Regions from separate parts of the Mus musculus genome. Here region 1 is linked to region 2. A link is a contact called in public promoter capture Hi-C data. All regions are on one chromosome and are shown on one strand. The core of a region is the stretch at or near the end of the contact, and the rest is flanking DNA. Distances in the headings are between cores, read along the strand shown.

Region 1 (6,722 bases), core at 103-2,602, 93 kb before region 2:
TTGTCAGTCATAAAAATGCACTGAGGCCAACAGGGCTTATTCTACACTTGGTAAACTGTTACAAGATGTTTTGGGAATCTACAGACCAGTCTCAGTTTAGTTTGTGCTGTAAGATTCTAGAAAGTTTGATTTTTCAGTCTTTTAGGAATTTAACAAAGAAAGGAGAACTTGACTTCAGTCATTCAGAGAAAATAGACACAAAATTGTTAAATTATAAACTGGAGCAATTGGGATGAGGTCATAAAAGAAATAAAACAAATTGCAGTGAGATGGAATTTTCTTTAAAGGCACATAGATTTAATAAGTTTTAATAAGGATTTAATAAGGTCTTCAAGCCTGAACAACATTGTTTAGGAATATATTGTGAATAGAGCTTTCACTCTCTGAAATAAGGATTGGTGGGTGCTCACTTGCAGATTTTCTGCTTCCAAACGTTTGCGGATTAGCTAGTCATGTGCTTCATTCATTTCTCTGATGCCATAAACACTACCTTGTCTAAGGAAAACTCTTGGAGTATCATTATCTATACTAATTGCTCTCATCACATATACAAGAATCTGAAGTTACACATTCTAAAATGTGGACAATGATGATTGTGCCTGTATATCGAGGAACACTGAATTTACCAGAGAGAAAGTGTATGATGACTAAGTACTCTGGAACAGCAGCAAAGTGAAAGAAAGTTTGCCAGAAACCAAACCAATTCATGGAAGCATATACACACTTTTTCTTTTTCTGAGGGCTGTTCAATAAGATAATGATAGGATAATACTGAGAAGAGAGACTCGGATGAGCCTGTCCACTCTTGGCAAACACTATCTCTAATAAACCATTAAGAGAGTGGTTTATTATTATTATTGACCACATTATGTTTAAGCCTATATATTAGGTATAATTAGATAGAGATTCAGTTTATACATAATGATCAGCCTAGGGTATTTCTGAACTGATCTATTACTTATGAGTTTTATGAAATAATTAATATATATGTATGTATGTATGTGTATTTGTGTGTATGATTCTTCAAGCTGAAACTAATATTCTGTCTAAAAACATAAGCAAATTTGGATTATCATCTCTTAAATGAGGAAAAAGTTGGAGATTTTTATGGTTGTGCCTATGTCCTCAAAAATATTCAAAGGTGACCAAATTTAACCATTCTTCTTGCAACTACAATGACAACATTTTCTACTAATCTATACTCTAATCCTTTGTCATTTCTCTTTATGTCTGTGTCCTGGGGTAGAACTAATCTCCCTGATCAGTAAGGCACCCTCTTCTCCAGCCAGAGTAGGCCACTCCCACCCAAACTATGGTGCAAATGCCAGTGAAAAGCAAAACAAGAAAGATGGGGTGAGGATCCTTTCCCTATGTCAACAGACTTCTTGGAAATCATTCTATTTCTTTCCCCTGTGTGCCAGATGGAACTCAGTCTCATCCACGCTATAAACTATCGCTGAGTTACATGTATCCATAACATCTGAGAACTGTTTACTATGGTATTACAGATATAGGACAATCTGTACCATTTTAGCCATTTAGAACAGATCACTCAGGAGGATTAACTGTGTTCTTTCTGTTGGGAAACCATCACCATTTTAAAAAAAGAGTGTGCTTACTCCTTCTGGAGTTGACATGATTGCTGGTAAGCTTTCTTTTTCTTTTCCTGCAGTTGCTCTGACACACTTAGTAATCCAGTTCTTCTCTACAAGTATTCTGTAGCCATGCTTACGTCAGTGTGTGTAACTAGTAGATATATATGACTAGATCAGGAGTCTCGTTTTTGTGTTGTCTTGAACACTGGGGCAGAATGAGTAACAGCACAAGACCTTGGACCTACTGGTGTGTCATGAGATGCCAGCTGCATAGTCTTGAGCAACTAGAAGGCTAGGTTGTACCAATCCTCTGAGCAGGTCACCTAAAGTTCATGCAGAATTCCAATTTCATAGCTTGTCCTACAATATAGACTGTTAAGGATGTTATCAATAACTACCAAAGACAAGCTGAGCTGAAAATAACAGCTTATTATTTGGTTAGCTGAGTGGCCCAAGATCAAGGTCTCTGTAATACAATGTTTGATAGCCACCACTCCCTTACTTATAGTCATCTTATTTTAACTACACAGGAAGAAGGGAGAATCAGGTACTATTGGGTCTCTTTCATATGAACACTAATCCCATTCATGAGGTTGCTACTCTTGTCTGTGACCTCATCACCTCTCAAAGAATCCACTGGCTAACACCAATAACACTGTTCTTAATTGTAATAGACATTGCTTTCTTTATATAGGTGGACATGGGAATGGTTACAAAATACTTACTAGGGCACTAGTACGAATATAAAATAACACAAATATAGAAAGGACATTGTACATATCTAATTATCCATATAGTAATCTCCACCAAAAGAAATGTCTGGCATGCTAAAGTTGAAGACAGGTATATACAAGAGTGCTTAACGATTAGATTACTTAGGCTTTTAATTGAAAATTTAGGTAGAAATCAAACCCATAAGAATGGGTCCACATTTTAAAACATAAAAAAGGGGGAGACTTAGATGGGATATCAGGCCTCCTCCACAACACATTCTTATCCTTCCCAGTGATTGACACCTGCTTCTTTCTATTTTGCATATAGCCTTTGCTTGAGATCAACAATCATCGAGTATACAAACCTTCAGAATGTGTTTCTGGGAGAGTTCTTTCCCAAGACTGTTTTCCTGTAGTTACACCAGTCTTCACTACATGAAGTCAGAGACACTCTTACCTTGAAAGACCCAAGCTAGTTCTTCTCCAGACCTTCTAATGTATACTCCTGTCATAGGAATAGTACAGGGAATACACTCTGAAACTGAATTTATAACGTTTGGTGAGCTTTAAGAACAGGGATTTAACTGAAACTCAGAAGTGAGCCTAATGTCTCTCTGCCTCACAAAGGCCAAAGCTGGGCACATGATATACTGGTTTCAGACAATTTGGCAGGAGTCCTGTGAGAAAATACTGTATGCCAGGTTCATGCTCGCTTGTTCACAATTTCATAATCTAGTTCTCTGAATGAAAAGTATCTAACTAAATGGGAAATGCTGTAGAAAGACAAGCGAGAAGGTTTAGGAGGGATTTTCGCTTTTAGGGACGCCATTCCAGAATCACGGGAAGATTACTTGCAAAGCCAAGTTTGAGAGTGAGACATACAGTTCTGGGTCTACAACAACTTCTGACAAGATTTCACACACTGTCAGAAAGGTTCTTTTCTCTTGCTTGGCTCCCCTGCAGTAGGAGTGGGGACAAAGCCAATGCCCCAACCTCCTTACACACAGGGAGCCACTTTGACCCAGTTCCAGAAGCCCAAGGGCTGTCCTTAATTAGCATTGTAATTTATATTGCACAATTATGCAAATTGGGTACATAAACAAAATTATCCCTTCAGTTTGGCTTCGCTGTTCGAGAAATGCAAAGCCACTACCCGATAAGAAAAAAGACAACTGCACACATTTGCTTTGATGCAAGGCATTGCTTTTTCATTTGTCTTTTCTTTGTTTTCCTCTTTTGCCTTCCCCTTGGGCTGTCGTTTTATTTCCTTTCCTCTGTGTTGGGTTTTCTTTTTTTTTCCTTTTATGATGTTTATTTCTTCCTTTTTCTATACTTGGCTCTTTTCCTTGGGAAATTTTCTGTCTCATTAATTCTCCTGCTGCGATTCACAACCATTTGGGTCATTCCTTTGGTTTGTGATATGATTGCTATCTACCCATAGTTTTCTTTTGCTTTCTTTTTTTTTTTCTTTCTCAACATTTCTCCTTTCTGTTGGCATTCAGTCTACATTGTGCCATTCTCCCCAAGCTTGTCTGACATTCTTTCTATAGCCTAGCAATGCTCCTTGCTGGCTATCTAGCAAACATCCTCGGGGTGTAATTATTTGGAGGGTAAGAAAGCTGAAATTAAGCATGGCAAGTAAGAAAAGTTAGAAGACCAGAAATTTGAAAGCAGAAAGCTCAGTAAAATCTAACTAGAAAGTTGTGCTTCCAACCAATAGGCAGCTTTCAAGAAAGTATTAACCTCCAGGTGATCAATGCTTACATCAGCATAACAAAGTCAGTTTAGTAATATTGGATCATGTCCCAATTAAGCCAATTCTGCTAGATATCCTTAAAATTGTAACGAAGACCATAGACATCTAAAATATTGTAAATTTATAGAAGAAAGTTAGAATGGAGCTGGATCGACTATTATTGTGATTGACAGAACATGGAGATAAACTGCTGAGGGCATTTCTAACAGAGGTGTTTCAACAGACTGGGGAAGAAAAACAAACTGTGCCTGGCTTTATCTACTAAGAACCATGGCTCCCATGGGGAAATACTCCTTTTCATCCCACAGCCCTCTGGCTTCAGCAACATCAGTCAAATTAAAACATAACCCAAGGGGTGCCCTGCCCAACTGTGGCAAATCATAGCATCCTCCCTCTGGCTATAACTTTTTTCCATTTTGAATAATATCAAATTGCCTTGTAGAACTTTCCATACATATTTTTGGTCCCTATTTTGCTGTCTTTAACTCGCCCATCTCTTTCTGATTTGCTTACTAGATTCTGGCTATCCCACTGTTTGAAATTCTTACACCTTTGCTTCTGTGCCTTTCTTCATCTCTGCCTTGTACTTTGATGGTGCTGGAGACCGAACTCATAGAGCCTACATGTGAAACAAGTGCTTTAACACCGAGACATGTATTAGTTGGTTTATTCTTGCCATTCGGAGCTATAGTCACATGTAATTTAAGAAAAGTCCTCCTCCAAACACTATTCTAATGTTGATCTACCCTTTGCTATTCCATTGCATTCTCTGTTTTAATTTAGTACTATTTAAATATTATGTGTATATGCGCCTCTGTACTGTTTGCTTTCTATTTGTACTTGCTTATTATATATTTATCATATATTTTAAGCTTACATATAGTGTGCCTCTTCCTACTTGCAAGAATATAACATCGTGTTTCTGTCTTGTTGCCCTACCTCTAGTACCCGAGACAGCATCAGGTACACAAACCCTTCTCAACATATCCTAGACTTATGGGGTAGATTCATGACTATTAGAAAATGTAGCTGTCTCTTGTGAGACTATGCCAGGGCCTAGTAAACACAGAAGTGGATGTTCACAGTCAGCTATTGGATGGATCACAGGGCTCCCAATGGAGGAGCTAGAGAAAGTACCCAAGGAGCTAAAGGGATCTGCAACCCTATAGGTGGAACAACATTATGAACTAATCAGTACCCCGTAGCTCTTGACTCTAGCTGCATATGTATCAAAAGATGGCCTAGTCGGCCATCACTGGAAAGAGAGACCCATTGGACACGCAAACTGTATATGCCCCAGTACAGGGGAACGCCAGGGCCAAAAAAAAAAAAAAAAAAAAAGGGAATGAGTGGGTAGGGAAGTGGGGGGGGGGGATGGTATGGGGGACTTTTGGGATAGCATTGGAAATGTAATTGAGGAAAATATGTAATAAAAATAAATTAAAAAAAGAAAATTGGCAATGGCTAAATCCTAGCCAATGGTTTTGATTTAAATCTATAACCTGTTAATTTTGTAAATAAATGCAAGTAAAGTTTTTCTGAGCTTTAGGTACTTGAACTAAAATGAGTAAAGCTCACAGTATTGGCCTTTCCATCTTGAAAAACATAAGTGACATTGACAGCGAGGAATAGACTAGGGATGGAGATGTAGGTGGGAGCAGACGGGAGAGCAAGCTTGGTCAATGTCATTAACTGGGTGACCATGCTGCCACGTGTCAGCTGCCCTGCTAATTTTTGTGTCTTTAAGGTCCTTCTGTAAATTATGACTTCACTAAATTACCATGGAGTGGGTTTCAATACATTCAATTAGCCAGAATAACATTTACCAATATTACAGAAGAAAAAAGCATGATATGTTTACTCTTAAACATCAAGGGAGTAAAATTCATGTTTGCGTCATTGCATCATTGCCTGGTTCGTGGACGGTCAGGTTCTTGATCTTTTCAAATGTTGGCTTCCTTTCCTTATTCAAATAAATAGAAATAATAATAAAGGAAAGGAAAGGTGTGCAGAAATTCTGGGAGCTACATGATAGAGTATTGGAAATATTAAACTGCACATTCTTACGCGGGAAACTTCAGATTGAGTGTGTTCCTAGTGAAGGCATTTTAATCTATATGCCTAGGCACAAGTGGGAATTAGTTTTTAAATTAGAAGTTCAAGTCTACCCTGCTCTTTTTGTTGTTTGTGGCATATACTGTATCCTTGTTTCTTTTAGAATAATTTAAAGCTTTTTAACTAAGTGCATTGGGCTTCCTTAGTGGACGGTACCAAAATGTATAGATGAATGAATATAACATCTGGAGAGTAGCCTAGGTTAGGTAAAGTTTGTGAATAATGTGGAAACTACCTTCTTTCTGCTTCCCTTCTGTGGGTCTGAATCCTAACTTCTACTCTGTAGATCTTTCACCATGGTGGTCAGGGGCCGAACTACAAGTGATAAGGCAAGTAGGAAGGAGTTGAGGGTGACTGGGACAAAAATAATATTTCTTTACCAAAAGTAATCAAAGTAAAATCCAAAGATCCATGATACATTAAACACAAATTAGTAGGAAAAAACACATTTCCTAAAATGAAAACTAAGAAAGCACTTATAAAATGAACCTAAGACACTCCAATTTTGTATAATCGAATGCTGAATATTGATTTAAAACATTT
Region 2 (6,220 bases), core at 2,430-4,929:
GATTTTTTCTTTTTTAAAGATTGCTTTTGTTTTAAACTGTGAATATTTTAACGTTGTTGTTAAAATGTCCTAATTGAGAACCTAATATATGTACATATGAATTATACTGTTGTGAGGCACAGATATAGTATGATAAGTCTACAACTAAAAAGGAAGTTATTAAACTGTATATGCACTAGAGTGACTGTATTTATTCACATAAAACTCAGTTAATGATTTTTGAGATTTAGTCACATTATAGCTTTTTATAAACAAATGAGGTCTTGTTGACTAGGTAAAGAACACAAAACCCACAAATTCTAGATGTACAGACATGTGCCTACAGTGGGGATGAAATTAAACTTTTACAGCAGTGAGGAAAAGATATGGTATCAAAAAACCCTAAAATCAATGACATGATCGGTGTTATTCCTGCTATTCTGGAATATTTGTAGTCGCTTATATCACACCAAGGAGCATACATTCCCTTTCAACAAAACACATTTAAATCTATTTCCCAAGAACTATATCCTTTCAACAAAATACACAGCTACATATAATTCCTCTGTTCAACAGGTTGAAATGAAATAAATGATTCTTAATTCTGTCAGCTACTACACTGTAAGAAAGCAAGCCAGTAAGCACACATGAAGCCAGTTACATGTACATTTTTAGGATTCTAAGCTCATCTGAAGCAAAATTATAAGTTGTACAATCGTTAATCATTGCACTCATATCTAAAATGATTTAGCTTTTCTTAATTATATCTTCATTGTGAAAAATAATACTGCATAGTAATTACTTCATGATTTGGCATGTTTTGAAATAAATAAAAATAGAATGTATTTTCTCCAGTTTAATACAGATAATTTGGCCTACACAAATTTTCACCATTATTTATTTTCAAATCATTCTCCTACTTATTAAAACTGTAGTAAATAATCAACAATCATGCATCCAATTGTAGTAAAAGTATTTCCTTATATATTTATACATTTTATGTTTAAAAAAAAGAAAGAGGAAACACTGGCTGTAGCTTTTATTACTACAAAATATACTTTGACATTATTGTCTTACTAGATATATGGAAAAGATTAAAAATAAACTATGAGCTTATACTTTTCTATCAGATTTTTACTTCCTTTTATAATGTATAACCACTGAGAACATATTTTCCTTTTCATTAAATAGCTTCCTATTCAACCATCTTGTACCTGAATTGTATAAATCAACATACACATATGTCCTCAGAATGATGGACACTGGGCATTGATCACAAAACCAAACAAAAGGTTGACAAAGGCAAGTAATACTGTAAACTCTTGAAGGAAAACCATCAGTGAAAATCCCAAATACGTAGCTTCATAAAGGGAAGGACCATTTCTTATACCAAACACAGACATAATCATTTTCTCTTTAATATTCTAAGATTAATTACTCTCTACATTTGTGCCTTTTCGTTTTACCTGAGATGATTTTCTCCTGTGGTCATTCTCTTCTCTTCTCATATGCACTTTAAGTGTTCCCCTAAAACAACCACAAAAGGAAAAATATCAGACAACTGCCACCTACAGGGATCATCTGTGTAGATTGGGAGCAAAGGAAGGAGGTGGCCGGGAAGACAGGACAATGTCAAAATGGGGGAAAGCCTTAAAAGTCTATTCCTTAAGGCTTGGCAGGGTCTGAGGGCCCCACCCCAGGATACTCATATGACACAGAAATACTTTCACAGTTTGCAGCTACATGTTCATTCTGGTTGGTGTTGCTTTCCCGGGAACAGTTCTCAAAGTGAAAGGACGTGTCTCTTACGGAAGCGACTGGGTTCTTCACAATGAAGGGGTGAAAGCTGAAAAGAGCTTTGGATTTGGCATGGAGCTTAATAAGATAATTAAGAGTGTGGAGATTAATGGCTCCTAAAATAAGATTCAAAATAATGTTTTTTAAACTAAAGAATCATGAAACATGAAAACAGGTTTATCAATATTAATTAAGCCTTTGGAAGTTGGCTTTCTAATAACAAAGGAGGAAGAAGAGCTATTCTGCAAATAATTAGTGAATAATAACCGATAAAGTCAATAAAACATTGCTTCAAATATTATCTTTATATTAGGTCTGGGTAACTGTTAATCCTTTCATAATATAACTGAAAAGAAGACAGAATTAACCAGCTGTATAATATTTCTCTTTGTTTATCCTTGATGTTTATGATATCATGAAATATAATTTTAAAATCATAACAATTATGCTAAAGTTTTCTTCTCATAGCTAATATTATCATGCCAGTTCTTAGTATGAACATTGTAATCTTCATTGATACACACTGCATATCTCAAAACGTTTTTTTCTTTTTAGAGATTTTCTTGCATGTTTAGAAACATTGTTTAGTAAAGAAGTTTTTAAAGGGGGCATATCATTTAACCCTCTACCACTAAAATAGGAAAAGCTGCATTTTGTTACAAGACGTTGACTTGCTCAGCAATTTCCTTCTACAAATAGAGAAAATAATTAGAATGCAATGTATTCACCTGCCGAGCCAAAGCAACTCTGAACTTGAAAGCAAGTTTGTACAGACTTTCCCCACCACAACAGTGAAGGGCAACTTCCAACGCTTCCCAACTGCTCTAGGGCAAATTCTTTTTCCTTGTATTTTTAGAAGTAGAATTATTAAGGAACAAGCTATTTTTTTTACTTCGCAACGGAGAATCCGCTCTGTTTATTCCCATCTCTCCTCTACTGAAACCGGCATGAAAAGAAATTTTATTTAGCATTATATGGATGCATTTTTGAAGCAAGATCTCTTTTTAGAACTTCGAGAAATTTCTTCTTTTGCATTTAAAATTAGGAGTCACAGAAAAGGTTTTACTTTCCTTACTACTACTGATTCCCAAGCCCGTTTCTCCACAAAATATATTACTGGACACAAAAATCAGAGATAACACACACTACTGTCTGCCTAAAACTTCTGTGAACAACCAAAGCAGGAGCTTATGTCTATAGAGAGTTTTCTTATTCCAGTTTAGTGTCTACGCTAATCACGATTAGAGTAAGAAAGCAAAAGAAAAAAGTGTAAAGTGGGTAATGAGTTAATAAGAACAAATTGAAACTGCAAGGAGTCTAATTTATGGAATAGAAAGCGTAAAAAGAAACAAAAAAAAAGTTATACCTGGTATGAAAGTGCGGGTTCACCAAGTGCAATGTACTGCTCTTAGGCCATTGTTTTTTGAAATAATAACAAAAATAAATAAATAAAAGAAAGAAGGGTCATAGATTTGTGTTGCCTTCCAAGCTGCTTAACGAAGCCCGATGTCTCAGGAGTTAGACAAACCAAAGTTTGCTTTTTTGGGTTTGTCTCGGTTTGCATTTTTGGTTTGTTTTTGTTTTCACGCAGGCATTCCGCATCATTATCAGTATTTTTCAGCACTCTGGCGAATACTGAGAAGCTCAGGGTTTTTGTTTGGTTTGGTTTTTTGTTTTTGTTTTGGATTTTTTTTTTTTCTGTTTCTTCTGGGCTCCCGGTATTTCTCAGAGAAGGAGGTCCAGAGGGCTTGTCTTCATTCTCTTCCTTCTCCATATTCCAGGCACAAAGCACTGCGCAGAATCTGCACCAATCGTTGCCACCGACTGGCAGCAGAATGGTAGAAGGTGGGAGAGTCCCGGAATCCTTCCAGGCTGACTTGAGAAACGAGGACTGCACACGTTCGTCTCCCGAACCGAAGGGGTGAAAAGGCTGGGTGCCAGTTTGCTACTCGGCTGCAATGATCTCATGCTCACTGCTCTGTCGTCCTGTCCGACCAGTTCAAATGCCTGTTCATTATAAACCAAATACATACATACATAAATAACCCAAACTACTTGAATTCTTCAGTAACCAAAAGAAGAAAAAAAAAAGGAAAAAGAAAAGATATTAACATAAAAATTAAAAAACAAAACAAAACAGCAGTCAGGAAAGGTAAAAAAAAGAAAGAAAGAAAAGAAAACAAAAGAAAAAAAGCACATACAATTTAGGATTCACTTGTTATGCCTCAATATTCTGTTATTATTTTCCTTTTCTCTCTCTCTTTAGAGATAAGCAGCCGAATTTATCAGGCGTGAAAGGGACAGCCTCCTGGTGGCCTGCCAAAAGCCCAGAATAAAGACGAGGTTGTGCTTCAAAGCTCAGTTGCTTGCTGAGACTGGCTAAAGTCAAGTCTTAAGATCCACCATTTTCTGATCCTTGCTAGAAAAGAAGAAAAAAGTCAGGGCCGTTTGCTGCTTCCAAGTCTCCGTTGGCACCATCACAAAATCTCAGTCGTCAGGTCACATGATTCTCTGCCAAATGTAGAGTGAGGCATTCCCATCAACCATTCTGCTGATACTGCGAAGGCAGCTATTGTCTCGTTTAGACCCAAAGTTCAGCCCACTCTTCATTGAATTAGCTGAAAAACGCATCACCTTTGGGGGCTGGGAGTCATGGAAACGTCTACCTGGCAAGCTGCCCACTTTTTCTGCCCATCAACCAGAGATGGGATTGTGCTGCTTAACGCAGTCATGACTTGGAATGTGAAGAGTGGTCCAAAGTGAATCTCATTCTTACAACGCCTGTTTCATTTGCACAGAAAACTCTGGCTCATAGGAGAGAGGGAGAGGGAGGGGAGGGGGAGAGGGAGAGAAGGAGGGAGAGGGAGGGAGGGTGAGAGAGAGAGAGAGAGAGAGAGAGAGAGAGAGAGAGAGAGAGAGAGAGAGAGAGAGAGATCTTTCCTACAAAAAATTAGCAAATAAAGGTCTGAACATGCTTACTTTGCAACTTTGTTTCTCAACGCACCCGAATGGTTCTCAAACCGGAAGACTGAATGCCCTGCCCTGCGAGTTTTCGTCATTAAAGGCATATCTGTTTTCTTGTCTTTCTTTCTTTTTTTTTTTTTTTTGTAAACGCAACAAGCCTAGCACATTTGTTTTATTCTCCCACTTTAAGACTTTGAAACAAAACCAAACCTCCCAGTTTTCCTTTTTGCATTTTTATTACTTTCTGATTTTTATCTAGCACCAATTTTGTGCTACATGGCCACAATATCCACTAGCAACAGAGATGCATTATTGCTACCATCTCCAACAAAGTGGTCCCTTGAGAGGATGGGGTGTCTCTTCCAGCAGGCAAACCCCTGCAATTGGGTCTTGCGATAATCCCCATCACTACCTAGCACAGCTGCTATGCAAGTTTTCGGAGATTGACACATGTGAGAAGTGTTCTTTCTGTTCTCTGACTGGCTGCGGGTTGCCTGTGTGGCATGAAAGATGCCTTTGAAAGATTCAGGGAGCATATCAACAGCTCTTAGGCAATAAAATGAACAGCTTCCCCCTCCCTGGTGAATTTCCATTCTAGCATGCAATGAGATTTTTTTCCCATGTACAAACATTTCCATACTTCCTAACAAGAGTGGAGTGAATTCAATCTTTAAATATTCCCTTAAGCAGAATGTTAAGCCAAGTAGCAGAGCAAGCATCGTTAACATATAAGTCAAAATTCAGAGGACAATGCAGAAGACCTACATTTTCATACATGATTGAAAAATTTGTAGTGATTGTATATTAAAGTCACTTATGTTTGTAGTAAGTCTAGAATTATGTTCATTGCCTTATCTGAGTAATGGATCCATGTCCCTCTCCAGGAATGCACATATATTAAATATTATTTGATAGTTAAAACACGACTTGCCTAAACATTATTTGTGAAAGTCAGAACTCGGAAACATCCCATCAATGGATTTAAAGGTTATTATCTTATTCACGAGGTCACTTTAGGAGCAGTAAGGGGTGAATATCACATGCCCATATGGGAAACATCACAAAATCCGGCCTGTCTGTAATTGAAAACTGCACGAAGTTCTACACAGTAGAACTTGACCTTAAACATGTGCTGAAGTTTGCGATTGTTTTTCTCCTAGACTGAAAAATCCTGGGCAACGTTTTCTAGAGTCTTAACCACAGCACTAAAGAGTGTTGGGTAGGGAGAATTGTACAATGCATATTTAAAGCCCTGTATGTTCAGGATGCACAAAATAGGTGACAGACATAGAATGAGAAGTGTAAATTTGTAGTGACCGTTCAGTTATGCGGCAATTAAGCACTAGTGTTTGATAGGTTTTACACTGGGTATAGGGGACTAGCGCTAGAGACTCCTATGAGGTGTCATTCAGTAAATACTTTTAAATAAGAAAAGCCCGTGGTAAAGTAGCTAAGTTGGTATCCAGAGGAAATTTATTAA

The links. Capture Hi-C pulls out chosen DNA fragments and counts their contacts.
Region 1: a contact with region 2 is called in a promoter capture Hi-C map of adipose tissue. The contact joins two enhancer-like sites. A contact is called at or near these places in 1 of 39 promoter capture datasets (liver), 2 of 484 Hi-C or Micro-C datasets (brown adipocytes and muscle stem cells), 2 of 115 datasets of contacts at active chromatin or transcription factors (astrocytes and heart atrium) and 1 of 9 other capture datasets (adipose tissue).

What each region holds. Positions count from the first base shown.
Region 1 is chr16:77,682,356-77,689,077 of GRCm38.p6, reverse strand. No RefSeq gene overlaps it. Among named protein-coding and RNA genes, the nearest start is that of Mir125b-2, 39 kb to the right of the region's middle. Within about 2 kb of position 1,352, at least 22 of the 459 cell types and tissues checked have an H3K27ac peak or open chromatin away from gene starts, as enhancers often do. A contact at or near this core is called in adipose tissue, brown adipocytes and muscle stem cells, where this site is marked.
Region 2 is chr16:77,592,185-77,598,404 of GRCm38.p6, reverse strand. No RefSeq gene overlaps it. Among named protein-coding and RNA genes, the nearest start is that of Mir99a, 3.6 kb to the left of the region's middle. Within about 2 kb of position 3,679, at least 140 of the 459 cell types and tissues checked have an H3K27ac peak or open chromatin away from gene starts, as enhancers often do. A contact at or near this core is called in adipose tissue, brown adipocytes and muscle stem cells, where this site is marked.